Regions from separate parts of the Sus scrofa genome. Here region 2 is linked to region 1. Evidence: chromatin contacts called from public HiChIP or PLAC-seq data. All regions are on one chromosome and are shown on one strand. The core of a region is the stretch at or near the end of the contact, and the rest is flanking DNA. Distances in the headings are between cores, read along the strand shown.

The links. HiChIP or PLAC-seq counts read pairs in DNA pulled down with a chosen protein or histone mark.
Region 2: a contact with region 1 is called in an H3K27ac HiChIP or PLAC-seq map of skeletal muscle. The contact joins two enhancer-like sites. A contact is called at or near these places in 1 of 47 Hi-C or Micro-C datasets (liver) and 1 of 2 datasets of contacts at active chromatin or transcription factors (skeletal muscle).

Annotation. Positions count from the first base shown.
Region 1 is chr5:8,087,034-8,092,548 of Sscrofa11.1, forward strand. TNRC6B (trinucleotide repeat-containing gene 6B protein) reads right to left here. Exons shown (of 26, transcript XM_021092847.1): 16 at 494-625; 17 at 133-228. Among named protein-coding and RNA genes, the nearest start is that of ADSL, 44 kb to the left of the region's middle. Within about 2 kb of position 2,913, at least 2 of the 83 cell types and tissues checked have an H3K27ac peak or open chromatin away from gene starts, as enhancers often do. A contact at or near this core is called in skeletal muscle, where this site is marked.
Region 2 is chr5:8,286,718-8,292,232 of Sscrofa11.1, forward strand. The region is part of intron 1 of TNRC6B (trinucleotide repeat-containing gene 6B protein); the gene reads right to left. Among named protein-coding and RNA genes, the nearest start is that of TNRC6B, 22 kb to the right of the region's middle. Within about 2 kb of position 2,639, at least 1 of the 83 cell types and tissues checked has an H3K27ac peak or open chromatin away from gene starts, as enhancers often do. A contact at or near this core is called in skeletal muscle, where this site is marked.

The DNA of each region.
Region 1 (5,515 bases), core at 1,663-4,162:
GTAAGGAGGCCCAGGCAGAAACGAACACAAGATAAGCCAACATCCTGAACTTCACATTCCATTGGTTTTTGCTATCAGAGGTTTGGCTGAGACGCACACAGGGCACTAGAGGGACCTCCCAGCACCACATACCTGCTGCTCTTGCTGCTGACGCACGGCTTGAGAAAGCTTTCTCTGGTTCTGTAACAACTGCTGCTGCTGCTGCTGCTGCAGGAGAAGCTGACATGCCTACAAAACAGGGAGAAAGAGACGACCAGGGTTTCTTAAGGTGGACTTCCTGAGAAAAGGGGAGGGGTTTGTGTCACTGAATCACATCCATGAGGGAAATACCACCAAGTTCCTGGTCTCCCAGTCACATTTACCTCCAATTGAGCTGACATTATCTACCCTTAAGCCCAGTCAATAGTTTGCATGAAAATGAAGCAAATAAAAAGCTAAAGGGGACAGGGGCAAATAATCTCTGCAGCTCTAGGAGGAAAAATCTGCTACTTACCAACTGAAACTGGGGAATTTGTGGAAGCTGGCTCAGCATGGCAATTTGTTGAGGAGATAACTGGGGCCCCACGTTGAAAAGACCTGGATTCAGGCCACTGTTGGGAAACTGCTTGAGCATTGAGGCAGAAACCTAGCCAAGAAAAGGAACATTTGGAATTTATCAAAGTAAAAAAAACAACAAATTTTTTTTCTGTGAAGAGAATCTTAATTGAGTTCAAGCAAGCACTGTCAATTTTTTCCTTGAAAAATATTTATGAAAAATATTAAATGATTGGGAGAAATACACTAACATGTTAATAATGGTTATCTTTGAGTGGTGAGATTATAGGAGCTTGTGAATTCTCTGTTTAGTCTTTCTAGTTTTTCTACAATAAAAATTATGAATTTTGCAATTGGGAAAATATCTGCAAGAAAAAAAAATCTTGAATGACAGTATGATTTTTGTCTGTGAAGTTATTATTGGAAATGTGCTATATAAAAATATTCTCTGAACCCACTGAATCAGTGAGTTCCGTGGAGAACAATCTCAATTCCTCTTCCATGAGTGGCAAGCAGAATTCTGGTCAAAAGTTTAGCTCTAGAGGCAGACAGCCTGGACCTGCCATTTCGAAGGTGTGTATGACGTTTTCTTCTTTAACTTTTCTGAGCTTCACTTTCCTTATCTCCAAAATTTGAATAATAATAATACTAACGTCAGTGGGTGGTTGAGGATTTTTAAGAGTTGATCCATGTCAAATGCGTAGAAATGCACTCTACAGAGGCTCATATTATTCCATGGGTGGTTCTTCCCAGGTCCACAGACAATGGTAACAGTGTCCTTTGCTCTCATCTCCAGGCTACACGCGACCAGTTCTCTCTCCTTATCTCATTCAGTATCGCAATGCAGAGTCCAGAACAGAAAAGCCATTTTCTAAAGTTGTCTCATATTGGGTAGACATGGCTGTCACTAACCACTCTTTTTTTTTTTTTTGGTCTTTTTAGGGCTGCACCTGAGGCATATGGAGGTTCCCAGGCTAGGGGTTGAAATGGAGCTAGAGCTGCTGGCCTATGCCACAGCCACAGCAACCTAAGATCTGAGCCATGTCTGCGACCTAGACCATAGCTCTGTGGCAATGCTGGATCCTTAACCCACTGAGTGAGGCCAGGGATTGAACCTGAAATCTCAGGGTTCCTAGTAGGATTCGTTTCTGCTGTGCCACGATGGGAACTCCTTTTTTTTTTTTTTCCACTTCGTTTTATTTTTTTTCCAACCATTCTTTTTAAGGCCATGCTTTTAACAGTTCCTAAGATCTCCCATGATCACAACTCTCAATTGACATGCTAAGCTTACTATCAATTAAAATCTACAATATTAAAATACACTTTGCTTCCTCATGTACTTTTTAAGCAGTGAGGTTTACAAATTTCATTCATTTATGTTTTGATCCAAGCTTAGGACCTTACAATTATCTTTATCTGCCTAGCACACATCAGACGCTCCATCAATACCTATTAGAGGAATGAATCTTTATTATCTATTTTAACTTATTAACAGTCACTCCACCAAGTTGTTTTCTATCTCTTATTTCATTTATTCCCAGTTTGTATTTCCCCATTAATGGGAATGTTGAACTACAGAGCTGAAGACAATTGAGCAGCAGGCCACTAAAAACATCCTTCCAACATGAAACTGATCAGTCCAGGAAGAGTCCATCATTTCTAATCAAGACAACTGTTTTAGCTTTTAGCCTTTATTTTTCCATCTTGTCTGAAACAAAGAGACAGCTTGTAAACAACTTGTCAAAATAGAGATAGGACAACTTTATCACTCGTATAATCCAATTTTAAAAAACCAATCAGTGAAGAAAACAAGTGAAGTTCATTCAGGTGGTTAACAAACTATGATTCTTGATCCCAGCACAGGTGCTCAAAAGCTATGTTTTTGATAATTTAGTCTAGAATCTTGCTTGGAATAGGCACCAAGTTTATCAATCATTAAGGCACTTGCCTTTTCTTTCAAAAAAAATTCTAAAAAATTCCCCATTATCTTTACTTCCTTCTAGGGGAGGGGTTCTTCTTCTTTCCCATTTCTTTCTTTCTTCTTTTTTTAAGGGCCAACCTGCAGCATATGGAAGCTACCCGGCTAGGGGTCGAATCAGAGCTACAGATGCCAGCCCTGTGCCACGATCAAAGCAACACCAGATCCGAGCGTGTCTGTGATCTAAACCACAGCTCGTGGCAACACCAGACCCTTAACCCACTGAGCAAGGCCAGGGATCAAACCTGAGTCTTCATGGATACTGGTCGGGTTCTTAACCTGCTGAGCCACGAGAGTTCCCTTCTTTCCCATTTCTGATCTGAGACTCCACACAGAGGGGCATCCGCCTTTTTCATGACACTCTGGGCCTCCTGCCCTTCCTTCTTGGCAGACAACCCACAGTGAGGACTGTGCTACTCCAGTTACTAGTGGATAAATTTGGAGTCATATTAGGATGCCTACCTTCTCCAGTATCGCTCTCTCCACAGAGACATTCGGACCTCTGTAGACCTTCCCTTTTTGTCTTAAGAATTCAGAATCTGGGAGTTCCCGTTGTGGCCTGTTGGGTTATGAACCCGACTAGCATCCATGAGGATGCGGGTTTGACCCCTGGCCTTGCCCAGTGGGTTAAGGATCTGGCATTGCCGTGAGCTGTGGTGTAGGTTGCAGACACAGCTCGGATCTAGTGTTGCTGTAGCTGTGGTGTAGGCCAGCAGCTCCAGCTCCAACTGGACCCCCAGCCTGGGGAACTTCCTTATGCTGTGGGTACGGCCCTAAAAAGACGAAAAAAAAAAAAAAAAAGAATTCAGAATCTGCGCAGAAAAGAGGGGCTGTCATTATTAAACCCTCCTCCTTGAAGGCCCCCAGAATTCTTCAAAGATCACAGGCAGGGCTCTGCAACTCTAGTCACAAATTCTTTCTCTGCTGTAGGATTTAATTCCTCTTAACTCTTTTGGTTGAACATCCTTGTTCTTACCAGAGAAGCCAAAAGCAGTAAAAGTTTTATTTCCACTTCATCAGTCAGCATTATATAGAGTCCGAAGCAATGATTCCTCTCCCAGTCACCTCATTGCACCAAACCAAGCTCTAAGACACTTTTAACCTGCCTCCTTTTTTTTGCAAGCCTCAGCGTATTTGGTGTTCTACTCCCCCAGCACAACGCTCACATGCATTCATCCCTGCTTGCAAACCCTTATTTTCCATCTTTTAAAAACACGCCTATAAAAACTGAGTCATCAGAAAGCTTTCATCAGAAGGCCGGTGGGGTCTTCCCATTGCCTCTCCAGCGTCACAGTCAGACTTCAATTTCTCGGCTTCCGAATGCTTTTGAGTCACTGTCTCCACTATAGTCTCAAGAATATCTACCTATCTTTTCTTTGACCCTTTCCAGTCTAAAACCAGCTAAGTTCAAGTTTCCGCCACTTGGCTTAAAAAACTCACTTTCTTCCTAGAGCTCAGGCACTTTCACTTAAACTATCAATTCTCTCATTTTGGAAAGTATTTTGGTTGAAAGTAATAGTTCTCCCAGCTGCTTCCTCTTTATTCTCTAAGAGATGCTGAGCGTTGCCAACCAATTACAACACGTGTTTGAGGAATTCCCTTGCGGCCGAGGGGGGTTAAGGATCCAGCATTGTCACTGCAGTGGCTTGGGCCACTGTTGGATCCCTGGCCCTGTTAACTTCCTTGTACCATGAGTGTAGCAAAAAAAAAAAAAAAGAAAGAAAAAAAGAAAAAAAAAAAATCTAACTTCACTGTATTGAGAGGTTTTTTTTGGGGGGGGGGGTGGGGGGGAGGCTATGAGTACAGATATATTCTACACTATTATACCATATCCCAATTCAGAGTCTTAGGCCACTATACCTCAGTGACTCATGAAATCCTATTTACTACCTTCAGTGTGAACCTTAAATTCATTTGATTTAGCAATTATACCAGGTTGAACTGTGTCCCCCTGCAAAATGCATGCCCAATGGTGATCTTAGAAAGTGACCTTATTTGGAAATAGGATCTCTGTAAACATAAGCTTAAGATGAGGACATGGTGGATTAGAGTGGGCCCAAATCCAGTGGCTGGGGTCTTTAGAAGAAGAGGAGACACACAGGGAAGACGACCACCTGAATGAGGAGGCAGAGATGGCAGCTATGCAGTGACAAGTTAAGGAACTCCAAGCACGGCGAGCAGCCACTGGAACCAACCTGACGACACCTTGATTTCAGATGTCTAGCCTCCAGAACTTGAGAAGGAACAAAATCTCCATTGTTTTAAGCTACCCAGTTTGTGGTCATTTGCTGTAGCCGTTTCTACGAAAGAAACTAATACAGTAACTAAGTTTTACAGGCCTGTGCTGTCCAGGCTGGTGTGGCTCTTGGGCACTGAAAACATGGCTAACAGAATTGAGATGGGCTTTCAGGGTAAAATACACACCAGCATTAAAAAAAGTAAGTAAGTAAAAATTTTAATATAATGTTAAAGCACTGATTACAGGTTGAAATGATAATTTAGATATAGTGGTTTAAAGAATATATATTATGAAAATTAATTTCACCAGTTTTTCTTTGACTCTTTTAAATGTGGCTACTGAGACTTTCAATTACATTATGTGGCTTGTGCTACATTTCTTTTCTTTTTTTCTTTTTTTTTTGGTCTTTTGCCTTTTCTAGGGCTGCTCCCATGGCATATGGAGGTTCCCAGGCTAGGGGTCCAATTGGAGCTGCAGGCGCCGGCCTACGCCAGAGCCACAGCAACACAGGATCCGAGCCATGTCTGCCACCTACACCACAGCTCACGGCAACGCCAGATCCTTAACCCACTGAGCAAGGCCAGGGATCGAACCTGCAACCTCATGGTTCGTAGTCGGATTCGTTAATCACTGAGCCACGATGGGAACTCTGGCTTGTGCTACATTTCTATGGGACAGCACTGCTCAAGGCCATGTGCACGGATCAGCACTGTTTCTAACTTCCTTTCCAAAGCTTTCTTCTATGACTCATGGGAAAGCGCCTG
Region 2 (5,515 bases), core at 1,389-3,888, 200 kb after region 1:
CGCAGTGGTTAACGAATCCGACTGGGAACCATGAGGTTGCGGGTTCGGTCCCTGCCCTTGCTCAGTGGGTTAACAATCCGGCGTTGCTGTGAGCTATGGTGTAGGTCGCAGACGCGGCTCGGATCCCGCGTTGCTGTGGCTCTGGCGTAGGCCGGTGGCTACGGCTCCGACTGGACCCCTAGCCTGGGAACCTCCATATGCCGCGGGAGTGGCCCAAGAAATAGCAAAAAAAAAAAAAATGTAATGACTTCATAAACTCTAAAGATACAGCTTCTCTGGAATTCCCAGGTGGCACAGCAGGTTAAGGATCTGGTGGTGTCACTGCTCTGACTCAGGTTGACTCCCTGGCCCAGGAACTTCTGCATGCCATGGGTATAGCCAAAAATTTAAACAAAGAAGAAAGTTTCTCCATGTTTAGAGCCTTTATTTACTTTTTTGGGGGGGGCATGCCCTTGGCATGTGGAAGTTCCTGGGCCAGAGGTCAAACCTTAGCCACAGCAGTGGGAACACAGAATCCTTAACCACTAGATCACCAGGGAACTCCTTTATTTATTAGCTTGAATTATTTCCCGTCAGAGACGATAACTCCATTACTCTAAGCTCTACCTAACTGCCTAAGATAATCAGCTCCATTTTTTTTAATTTGATATTTTTTATTCTTTAATGCGCTAATTGGCTTTTTACAACTTGAAACTATTTTCTTTGCCTGACTTTATAGCAAACTTTGGCTCATTATTTTATGTTAATCCCACTTAGCAGTTTTTCTTTTTTGGCTGCCCCGAGGTATATAGAGTTCCTGGGCCAGGGATCAGATCTGAGCCACAGTTGCAACCTAAGCCACAGCTGTGGCAATGCCAGATCCTTAACCCACTGTGCTGGGTCAGGGATCAAACCTGTATCTCGGCACTCCCAAGACGCTGCCAATCCTGCTGTGCCATAGGGAGAACTCCAGTAGTTTTATTTCTACTATATTTTATAGTCATTTCCCTTCATGACTGGAGGCTCTTGTAAATGCCACAGACCCTAGCTCCCAGTCCCTCCAAAATCCTATTAAAAGGACAGAGGTCTTACACTCTACCAGCCAAAGCTTTGCCATAAAGTCCCTAGAAATCTCTAGTCCAGCTCCCACAAGTCACAACCATGTCAGGAGAACCTCCTGCTCAATGCAGAATGTTGAATCCTAACAAAGCTTCACCAAAAAAGGACAAAGACAGAGAGACGTCCTTGACCTTAACCAAAAAAAGCAGCCTATATGCACTCGGCAAAAACAAGGAGTCTCTAAGCTGGCAAACAAGCAACCCGGCTATTGTTTTTCTTCTGTACCATATGTATGGTGCCAGATAAAAAAACTGGAAAATAGCCCAGACCCTGTGTATATGTGAGTGTGGGAACAGCAGGGTGGGATGACTAGGATGGGAAAGTGTCACATAGGGATGGACCAAATGACTGAAATCGAATGACTCGGGTTGAATTTCAGCCAATACTTATTTCATAGGCCCTCGTTTACAAAGGTACACATCTATCAGCCTCATTACGACCTAGGAAAAGTAGTTCTCAATTTTTTTCTCCTAACACTCTTTGGAGAGTCTCCTGGAATGTCCCAGCAATTTCTATCTCATTGTTTCTCTCACTAAACAATAAAACAATCTGTATTCCATACAAAACAAAAATTGACACTTTCCCAAAAGGACATTCATGTATAGATAGTGTGTGCGCTTATATTTATTACAGATTTAAGAACATAAACAGTTTCTTGATAATAACTGCTGGGACCGCCTAGATCCCACCACCCATATGCTTACCTTGAGAATCACTGAGTTGGCCAATGGGCCAACACCCTGCCTCTTAAAACTAAGTGCTCCTGAAACATAAATGTGCACTGTCAAATACTATGTATCGGTTTTCACTTCTGAGAAATTATTTTTTGTTAAGTAAATCAATAACTCATTGAATTTCTATTTCTGCGTGTGGATAATACTCAGATGCTTTCAATCTGGAACAATTAATATTCAAAAGGTGTGTTTAACATCTCAAAACTATGCAGTCTGAACAAAGAGCTCTAGGAATACAATGTATACAAGCCAGCCAGAACAGAAAAACTCATCTCCACAGTATAATATACAATGAACATAAAATTAATCTAAATTGGGTTAGAATCAGAATTTCCCAAACTGTCTCCTGGCAAGTCTGAACCAAAAAAAAAAAAAAAAAAAAAGAAAAGAAAGAAAAAAATTACTTAAAAAGGATCTAATCCCCTAGAAGAGCTACAAAACAAGTGGTCAAAAGCTGGTAGAGTGAAGGGCACCACAGGACAGGAGAGAGAGTCTACTTTTTACTTATACTTCTGTACCACTTTTGTACCATTTGGATCTTTGTTTTACCATTAGCATGTGTTCATTCTAGAAAGAATTATTTTTTAAGCTACCGCATTAACTGATAATAGGAAAGGTCGGTCCACAGAAAACATGCTGCTCCTCCTGAAATCACACTGTATACGAGACCGGGTATGTATTACATGGAATACCGCACATTTTAAATCTCTTTTCCTTACTATTTATTACCACGAAGCACTTCAGACTCACAACATAAAGCCGGTGACGTGTAGGGAGTGTCACGTGACAGTGACAGCTGCCTAAGGTATCGAGCTTTGTGAAGAGGTGTCCTAATTTCTATTAACTGGCCCAGAGAGAACAGATTTAATCTCATATCCTGTAGAAGAAAAAAAGAAAAGCAGGTTTCATTTTCTCAAGGTAACAAAAGCAACCCAATGTTAGAGCTAAGAAAGTAAATACAGGTCCATGATCCCTAAGCCACAATTCCAAAATCTACCAAAAAACCTCGGAAAACCAAAATTTTTCTAATATGCGTTAATGGCAACATTTAATCTGAACCTAACTGGCAGCAAAATCTGACCTGAACTGACATGAGACTATTTATAGTCTACCTACTAGAGTAAGAACAGTCATAGCTTCGGCAGCCGAAATACTGAAGTATTTGACCATGAAATGCTACCCCTGACTTTGCAGGAGCATTACATGTATATGGCAAATGTATCTTATAAGCTTTCCAAAAAATAAACACATTTCTGAATTCTAAAACACAGCTGGCCCTTAGAGTTTCCAGTAAGGGACCATGAACCTAAAAATGAGTTTTTATTGAAATGGTCCTTGTGGGACGGAAATCCTGTGAAATCAGATTGTTATGATCGTTATATAACTACAGATGTGATAAATTCATCTGAGTAATAAAAAATAAGTAAATAAAAATGATAAATAAATAAATAAAATGGTCCTGTCAACCTCTACTGAAATATATACCTCTTTCTAAAAACATTCTATAAATTAATTTGAACTTAGTTTTTAATTAAATTAAAATGTTAATTTATTTTTTTAATTTAACCTGAATTTAACTTTTAATTAAAACTTATAACTTAAAATGCTCTCATTTGACTATCTATAATTCTATAATTACAAGTTAAAATATTTTATACCACATCAACATTATTTCAAGTCAACCTCCCACTGAAAGCAATATTAAAATTAGCCTTTGGCAGAAGAGTGGTATCAGAATGGGGTAAAGATAGTAAAGTTAAAAAAGCAGACCTCTGTCAATATGTTTTTTCTTTTTATGTTTGAAAAAAACAAAACAAAACAAAAAAAACAAGGGCATGAGATTTCTTTAAATGTATCAAAAAGGAACATAGATTTTAAAAGTACCAATTTAAATCATTAAAAGAATGAAAATCAAAAATAAGTCACAGAATTCAAGCAGTTATCAAGAAATTGAATACAAAATAGAAGTCAAGGAACAGAACATGTACAAGTAATGAAAATTATATATTTTAGCCCAGTTATGTATCAATTCTGTGATAATATATGACTAAATGACAAATGATAGCAAAGCTTGCAAAACTCAAAAGGTCTCTATTATAGAAAGAAAACTATGAAGCCAGATTAAAGTAAGAACTAAGACACAGGACTACTAAAAACCTATAACTAATTCCAATAAAGAGTCATTTAGAAGAGTTCACATGAAAAATAGGGACAGAATGAACATTTAAAAAAATATAAATACAGTACTATATTTTAAACCTTTGAATCTACATGAAAAAAAATCAGTTTTTTGTTTTGTTTTGCTTTGTTTTACTATACACCAATCCTTCCATCCTCCCTGACTCTCTCTCTCATATGCTAGAAACAATGCAGCCAAATAGGAACCTCACTTCATAACTGGTAGATGGGGAAGCAGTGAAAATCCCTTTTAATAAATGTGTGGGGTGGAGAAGAAAAAAAGTTATACTTAAAGACTGAAAAATAACTCAAAGCACTACTTAAAGCAGCATTAGTAGTAAATATGATTGTTGCTACATCCTGGAAACAAAGGATAATGCTAGCTTTACAGGTATTATTAACTAAATTGTGGTTCATACTATCCAAGAAAAATAGGCCATCATCAGAAAGAGCTGAAAAGAGAAAACTGCTGATATATGAAACTCTAAATCAATTATAAGTTAGAAACAGCAAGGTAAATTTTGATTTTACAAGTAAAATCTCCCACTGTAATCTCCCTTTTACTGAAACAGAAATGGAAGAAAGAGAAAAACAAGAGGACAACAAAAAGATACTCAGATACAGGAACATCAAGGATAAAGAGCGAGAGGAGAGGACGTCCTGTAAGGAAGAGTTTCCAACTCACTATTACAAGATTTACTACAAAAGAAACTTAAAGCTATAGATTTGGTTAACTAATAGTACAAAGTTAAAGAAAATCAAAGTGGAAAGCTAAAAATCTAAGATTTTAATCCACTAAGAACATGTTGAGAAAGACCTTGTTTGCTAAGGGAGGGGTGAGGCTGGGACTAATGGAACCTTCAGGTGCTAGAAAACAAAGACTGTGGGAAAAGAATTTCACCCCCCCCACCAAAGAATTATACCCTGTGATAAGGCTGCATATAATCCAGTATACATACTAATCTACCAGGTTCTAAGAATATTCCTTGGTTAATTACATAACAGATCCAGATTCAAGGCATCTTTTTGAACTAGGTCATTCACATAATTCCTATAGCGTAAGACAGAGATACCGGTTCAATATCTGAGACAAATAACTTTAAATTCAAATCATGGAGTTCCTGCCATGGCTTGGCGGAAGCAAATCTGACTAGAATCCATGAGGATGTTGGTTCGATCCCTGGCCTTGCTCAGTGGGTTAAGGATTCGGCGTTGCTGTGAGCTGTGGTATATGGGTTGCAGACGCAGCTCGGATCTGGCGCTGCTGTGGCTGTGGCGTAGGCAGGCTGCTACACCTTCAATTCGACCCCCAGCCTGGGAACCTCCATATGCCTTGGATGCGACCTTAAAAAGACAAATAATAATAATAAAAAATTAAAATCATGAAGGCATTAATAACGCTGTACAGGTATCAATACTCAATTTTACATACTTTTATATCATGCAGTGTGTTCTGATAGGGTGATCTTAGTTTCCTTACACAGATATTAGTTTGACCATCATGA